Linked DNA regions of Sus scrofa: region 1 is linked to region 2. The links are chromatin contacts, called in public HiChIP or PLAC-seq maps. All regions are on one chromosome and are shown on one strand. The core of a region is the stretch at or near the end of the contact, and the rest is flanking DNA. Distances in the headings are between cores, read along the strand shown.

What was found. HiChIP or PLAC-seq counts read pairs in DNA pulled down with a chosen protein or histone mark.
Region 1: an H3K27ac HiChIP or PLAC-seq map of skeletal muscle shows a contact between it and region 2, with 7 times the contacts expected there. The contact joins two enhancer-like sites. A contact is called at or near these places in 1 of 47 Hi-C or Micro-C datasets (embryonic fibroblasts) and 1 of 2 datasets of contacts at active chromatin or transcription factors (skeletal muscle).

Annotation. Positions count from the first base shown.
Region 1 is chr8:104,758,772-104,762,472 of Sscrofa11.1, forward strand. All of the region lies in intron 2 of SEC24D (protein transport protein Sec24D), which reads left to right. All of the region lies in intron 1 of SYNPO2 (synaptopodin-2), which reads right to left. Among named protein-coding and RNA genes, the nearest start is that of SYNPO2, 84 kb to the right of the region's middle. Within about 2 kb of position 1,935, at least 31 of the 83 cell types and tissues checked have an H3K27ac peak or open chromatin away from gene starts, as enhancers often do. A contact at or near this core is called in embryonic fibroblasts and skeletal muscle, where this site is marked.
Region 2 is chr8:104,374,417-104,378,085 of Sscrofa11.1, forward strand. PDE5A (cGMP-specific 3',5'-cyclic phosphodiesterase) reads left to right here. Exons shown (of 22, transcript XM_021101648.1): 12 at 2,732-2,884. Among named protein-coding and RNA genes, the nearest start is that of FABP2, 88 kb to the right of the region's middle. Within about 2 kb of position 2,140, at least 14 of the 83 cell types and tissues checked have an H3K27ac peak or open chromatin away from gene starts, as enhancers often do. A contact at or near this core is called in embryonic fibroblasts and skeletal muscle, where this site is marked.

The DNA.
Region 1 (3,701 bases), core at 685-3,184, 380 kb after region 2:
GAGAAAGGATTTTTTTTTTTTTTTTTTTTTTTTTTTTTTTTTTTTGCAAGTGTAGGAGAAAAGTTGGAAGAGAATAAGGTGGACAAGTTCTCTTGTGGCTCAGTGACTTAGGATCCATCCCTGTCACTGCAGCATCTTGGGTCACTGCAATGGTGCAGGTTCAGGCAATGGTTGGGGAACTTCCACATTCTGTGGGTGCGGCCAAAAAAGAAAAAAAAAAAAAAGGTGGCATTAGGAAGATATTTGATGGAAAAAGATGCTGGAAGAGATTGAAGGGGAAAAATTGAAATGAAGGGAGTAAAACCAAGGAATTCATGCCTAATCACCTTTGCACTTTCAGCAAAGTAGCTGAAGTTACCTCCATGCTTGATGGAGAATGAATTTGTTTTTTGGAGGTTTGCTCCTCCACCATCACAATCTCAAAAGAATTGTGCTGAAAGTAGAGTTTGGCCTCTTTGAATAATCTATTATGGTATTTAAGAACCGTCATGTTCTTTCTGTAATCAGTAAAGAAAGGCAAAGAAAAGAATATAGGGAGTTCCCGTCGTGGCTCAACAGAAACGAATCCAACTAGTATCCATGGGGATCCTGGCCTCACTCAGTGGGTTAAGAATCCAGTGTTGCCATGAACTGTGGTGTAGGCCACAGATGCAGCTCAGATCTGGAATTGCTGTGGTTGTGGTGTAGGCCAGCAGCTACAGCTCCAATTAGCCCCCTAGCCTGGGAACTTCCATATGCCGTGGGTGTGGCCCTAAAAAAAAAAAAAAAAAAAAAAAAAAAAGAATACAGAATTTCCAGACAGGTTTCTGGGAGACAGTCAATTGGTCTGCGTTATTTAGATAGCTTGTGCAATGATGTTTGGAAAGAGAACTTAAACATCGCTACTACAGTAGGCTAATCAATTGCAATTTGCTTATTAGCATCCTGTGAAAACTACCAAAAGGTATGTACAAATGACTTTTTGGGAAGGGGTGGGAGATGAGAAGAGTCAGTGCAGTGCACCTCCCTGTGATTTGGGTCACTGTAGACATCGCCCCAGAGAGCAGTACTTGAAGGACAGAGTGCAATGCTTTCCTCCTTCCCCTCCCTTTCCTCCTGCGTGTCCTCCTTTCATCTCCACTTGCCAATCCTGGATTTACTGCCAAAACACGGAAGAAAGGCAGAAAGGCAGCACATTTGCTCAGGTTAAAAGTGGTTATAAGAGTGACCTGTTAGTTGTGAAGAACTATGTGTCCCCCAAAAGGAGCATAAGCACCTGTAAACATATTCTGATTTTGTTCCCAGGTTAATAGTGAGATATATTTAGTTTAGCTTTTTTTTTGTTTTTATACTGTTCCACACCCCACTTTTTTTGATAGCATTCCAGTTTTAAATCTTCTCATATTGTGCCTGCCCCAAGCAATTATGTTACATAAGAAAACAATGTTGGTACCTTTAAAATTAGACATTTACTCCTTCATTCTTAAATGTGAGATAACTGCCAGGGAATGTTTTCTCATTGTTCGTGGTTTATTTCCTGAATTCCAGTAGCAATAGTGTGTAAGTGAAACCCACACTGCCTCATTTCCTGCTTAGGCTGCCTGGTAGGCAGTCAAAACCTACATTCCTAAGGCTTTGCTGCCCTCAAGTGGTCTAGCTTGAGAATAACCAACTATTTTGGGGGAGTTGGGGAGATGGAAACTGGGTTTCCAGTCAGTCCTCCTGTCTGACTCAAGCATTAATTCCTGACTGGGAAAAAAAAATTAGTATGTGCCAAATGTGAGAATCATGAGGGAAAAGGAAGATTTTATTTCTCAATATTCCCTCAAAAGGTATAGAGTAAAAATACAATAGCAACAGCCACAAGCTTGTTTTTGTTAATTATAGAGTAACTGCGTGCGTGTTGTCACAGGGACACAGCTGTAGGATATGAGTTGAACTGACTCCCTTAGGCCTTTGGGGTCAATCAGCTTCTCTAGGGCAACCCCCTCATCAGAACCCATGACATCATGTTCCACAACTAAGGACACACTGTTGTTTGGAAAGAATGTGTTCAGGGAAGACATTCCACTCTTCCCATGTGGCCGAGACTCTCAAAAAAGGAGGCCAGCAATTATGGTGATTACACTAATCACAGGGAGGGCTTGTGGGGGAGGGAACCGATGTGGAGGTCTCTAATGGCAGCTCTGTGGGGACTCTGCTCTAATTGGCCACCATCAAGACCCTCTAAGGTAGGTTTCCCAGACTGCTGATGGAGAAAGGAGGAGAACACCCTCAAAGGGATGAGCAGACTCAGGATGGGCTGGGCTTATGAAGCAGGTCGGTTATGGGGCTGTTGATTACTCAACTAGATAGCTTTTCCTGGAACAGGCGGACCAGCTAAAAATGCATGTGGTGCTGTCCCCTTGTGGCTTATGACCTTGTTCCTGGTATTTTGGGTGATTTTGGGTAATTGTGGAAATCCTTCAATAATGAAAGATTTTGCGATAGGAAAACCCTAGTTCTCGTACACTGCTCTTGGGTTGGGCACAGAGATGAATTGGGCGGGTCCAATGAATAGAAATGAGCTGTGGTTTAGCAGGCATCTGGTGCTATAGGAAAGCCTGGGAAAGAACACTGTGCTTAGTAACCTGGGATCTAGAATCAGCTCTGCCACACACTGGGTATGTGACAATGAGAGAGTCACTTGACCTTTCTGGGCTCAGTTTCCTCTTCTGCAAACTGTGGCGTTTGGCTCAGATTAGTGGTTGATAGACTGATGTGTGGAGGTGTGCCTCACCGGCTACCACCAGGACAGAGTCTTTTCTTCCCTCCCTCTGTAAGCAAAGCAAGCCCACTTTGCTCTGTTTTATAAATTGAAATTTGAAAACCACTAGATCAATGGGAGAGGGAGGTATGGGAAGGAGTAGAAGGCAAGTCTGGACAGGAAGTTGGAGTTACACTTCGGATATATTTTTATTTGAGCTGCAGGGAAGAGAGGGGGTGTATGGCTGCGAGCAGGGAGGCAATGTATAAATGATTTAGAAGGGAAAGCGACTAACCCAAAATTGCCTCTGGAAGACTATCAGGTTAGTCCAGGTGTAAAATGATAAAGGTTTGAGCCAGAGTGATGGCACCTGAAATGCTATGTGAATGTGTGTGTCAGGGGATGTAACTGAAAACTGGAATTGAATTCAAGGCCTCTGCACAGAGTAAAACATTTAGTTGGATAAAATGGAAAAGATTAGAGTCCTACCCATAAAAAGAGTATAGCCACTTTTCAACAGATGTGCTGTGGGTGTGTTTGTGTGTGTATCTGTGTATAATGTCAGGAGTAATTAGTGTGGTATATTTGTACCTATGATTAGCCATAAAGCCCTGGCATCATTTTTCAAAGTAAAAGAATATTCTTTAAAATTGAAAGAAAAAAAAATCTAGAAGCAGGGAGATGTGGTTGGATTCTGATAATCATTACTTTGCAGAAGAGGTTGAGTATTTTTCCATTTCAACAAGTCATTAGAAGTGGAAAACTCATTGGAATACAGATATACAGTCCATAAACAGAGCAAGGTAATGAAAATTATCCTGATTATTCACAAGCCAACTGGTGACAAGGATAATGTGCAGCCCCAATTTCCTGCAAATGGTTTGTAGTGCTTTTTTTGTAAAAAGAAAAATGAGTCTGACTCAATTCTTTTGTGTTTTACTTTCCTTTTTATCATGCTAGGGAAAATGTCATATTT
Region 2 (3,669 bases), core at 890-3,389:
GGGGTGGAGAGATGCATTCCAGGAAGAGGAGGAAAAACAGTTAAAGAGGCTCAGAAGTGAGAAAGAGTATTAATTAACCTTGAAAACAAATGGCGAAAATATAGACACCTCCCTCCAACCCCGTATTAAAAAAAATTAATGGCAATTTCCAAAAATTCAATTTTGGGCATCACTGCAGCAGGTATAGAGGCTACCTAGAGGTTACCTGGTCTAACCCTCCTCTGCACTCATGCAGAGGCTCAGGTACTCTGTTTAAGCCAGGAGTTCTGGGATATCCCTTCTCTCACTTGTGAGGAAGCCAGACAGAGTGACATGTATGAGGAACCAGACATGAAAAACACAGCATAACCACAACAGCCAAGGCGCCCCATCCATTTATTTAACAAGCCGAGTCAGAGATGGAGCATGGACCTGTACAGGAAGGTCGCTGGCAAGCTTTAGATGCCACTCACGGGGGCAGTGGGTTCCAAAGTGAGAAGACGGAGATCCTGGAGTCCTATGGACACAAGAAAATAGAGAGGTTGAACATCTTGTTCAGGGCGACAAAGTCAGTGTAACTTCAGAAGTAGAACCTCTAATACTGAACATTCGTTTTTACCAGGTGCTTTCGAGTGTCTCTTTTTCTAACCATTATCTAATACCACAATGCAAATGATATAGCTGGGCTAGGATTTTGCTGCCTGGTGATCAGTTGGTTATTTAGCTCCTTATCAAACAGATGGTATTTGAAACAACTGGTTTGGATTAAAAATCACTGAACAATTAAAATATTTTTATAACTGAATACTCCTTGCTTTAAGCCTGTCTAATCCTATTCCCAAAGGTATTTCCAGTTCCACTCCTGGGGAATTTCACTTTCAAAGTTGGTTGGTAGTTTTGCTTTGTTTTTAAATTTTTTGCAATGATGAAAAGGGACCAAGGTATTAAAGAATCATATGGGAGTTCCCATCGTGGCTCAGCAGTTAATGAACCCGACTAGTTCATGAGGACGTGGGTTCGATCCCTGGCCTTGCTCAGTGGGTTAAGGATCCAGAGTTGCTGTGAGCTGTGGTGTAGGCTGCAGATGCGGCTCAGATCCTGAGTTACTGTGGATGTGGCATAGGCCAGCAGCTACAGCTCCGATTAGACCCCTAGCCTGGGAACCTCCATTTGCCACAGGTGCAGCCCTCAAAAGACAAAAGACCAAAAAAAAGAAAAAAAAAAGAAAGAATCATTAAAAAGGGATTTAAATGAAGAATTCTCTAAAGAGTCACAAGAGGGAACTACTTTCTTTATTAGAGTGGCAGATGTAATTAAAAAACTTGGAAAAATAACATTATCCTACCAAACTGTTTGCCAGATTGAATGCTTTAATCTGGTGAGCTTTGTGTATTTTTTGCATTCTATATTTGGTTATTTCGACATAGATAAGAACTTACAGCCCTAGAAGGGCTTAACTGTATTCAAATTAAACACTAAAATAGCTAAACAGTGTTTCCTGAGAATTTGCAGGCATTGTGCTCTCACGTGGAGTAATAGGCAGTATCGGGCAGTGTTAGGTGGTATTACAGCAGCTCCAGAAGTTTTGACTTAGATTAACTGTAACACATATACACTTTTACAGCATCTTATTGCTTTATAGAATCTATAAAATACATTATTTCTGTTAGTCTTCAATATCACCATGCTTAAGTTATATTACCACCATGAAGAAAAACAAAGTCAGAAATCTCACTTTGCAAATTCTAACAAATCATACTGTCAATGAAAGGAGAGGCTGTGAAAATCCAGAATTGAATATACATAATCTTTCCCAGAAATACCACGTACTTTTTCCCTGCTAGTAGGAAAATGTAGAATATTTTGTTTTATAAAATGGTAGAATGACAGACGGTATTTTTTTTTAACATCCCCTTTATCCTAAGTCCTTTCAGGGCAAACAGAAAGTGGAATTCTCTTGTGATGGCCAGAGAAGCCGTTTTCGGGAGTTTTAAATGATGTGTAACTTTCTCATGGCTTATTAGCTATCAGTCCCAAGGATTGTGAACCTCTGTATCATTGGCCACAAGGTTCTCCAGGCCCCCACTAGGTCAGCTCAAAAAGGTTGAGTCATGGTGTGGCATGGCTGCACAAGGGGAAGAAAAGATCCTTTTCTCCCAGTAGAGAGCAGTTGGGAATCAGAGTATTTAATGGAGGGAGGCTCAAGCCGTGTTGGCTCTCTTTATCCTGTGGTATTTAGAATGTCCCTTGTGAAAGGAAAGAAAGAAAACTTCCTGCTGTAATTGTAATGATGCACTAGGAACAAACATCTGTTCTCTTGTGCAATATGTTTAAGGGAAGCAGCTGTTATGTGCTTTGAGTTAAAAGGTGGGCTTGCTCCCACCTCCACACTTCCAGTTCCACTTGAGTTGTCTGCTCCCCCTTTGATGTTTGAGGCTGGCGTCAACAATGCAACCCTTTAGCTAAATGTCTTCAGTCCTCCTCACTTCCCCTAGTTCAGCCCACGCATTGCCTGTGGGATTGACTAAACAGAATGCAGATTTTCCTGTGAATTTGGGCTTGGGGGAAAGAGTTTTAGTTTGGAGTGTGAAGAGGGTGACATTCTTTTACCGTTTAAACACATCTGGTGTATGTAAGTAATATGTGACAGTCAAAAGGAGCAGAGAAGGTGCAAATGCCCTCAGGTTGGTAGGGGGAAAAGCTCTAAATTGCTCCATAAAGTTTTATTATTTGTGACCTTTTTACTTGACAGAAGATGGAGGGAAAGCAGAGAAGTGATATACCAGATGCTCAGAAGAAAATTTGGAGGGAATCAAGGAAAAATCGTTACAGAGAAGAAACCTGGTTCAGATTTCCTCATTTTTCTTCCCTCTGCCCCACACAAGTTAAAGCCTCTTTTCATCAGGTGAACCTCAGCCAAATCTGACTAAGGCAGTTAAAGTGCTGGCAGAGTAAAATAGTCAAGGGGTGGAGGAGTGGAGCTTTTTGTAAGTTCTGATGCTGGCGGGGGCCAGGCAGGAAATTGAGGAGAGAAGCCTGACAGTTCTGCTCAATCTGAGGGAACCAGGGCACCTCCACCATGACAGGTGTTGCTTCAAGGGACTTGCGGCTCAGTGTGGCCTGGTTTTTCAGAAGACATCAGAAATCCTTTTTTGTTGTTAAACTCTCCCAATTTTTAGGTACTATAACAAACTTGGTGATTGTTTTAAAAATTCAGTCTCAAACAAACAAATTGGAGTGCACTTGCCAGGTCTGCAAGTTTTCCAACTCAGGTTAATGGGCAACACCCTCCTAGGAGGTTTTGGGATCTTAGAACTAGAACTTATGACTCAACTGAAGGGAGTGAGATTTTCCCCTCCAATCATTTAATAAACATATTAATAAATATCAAAACTGTTATCCATCAGTAGACACAATGGATACAAAGATCTGTAAGATACAGCCCCACTTGTCAATCGTAGTGTAGTTAGGAGACAGATTAAATTACATGATAGTGAACTTCATGAGATTAAACAGGTATTCCTAACGTGGGGCTAGCTCAGAAGGGCATTTAATAACCCTTCTTTGGATGGGAATGGTGCCTTAAAGAAGTCCTTCAGTTAAAGAGAGCAGGAGAAACAGGAGGTAAAAGGAACACTGATGAAAAAGAGTAAGGTGTATTTGAAGAAATTGCAGGTCTTTACATTTGTT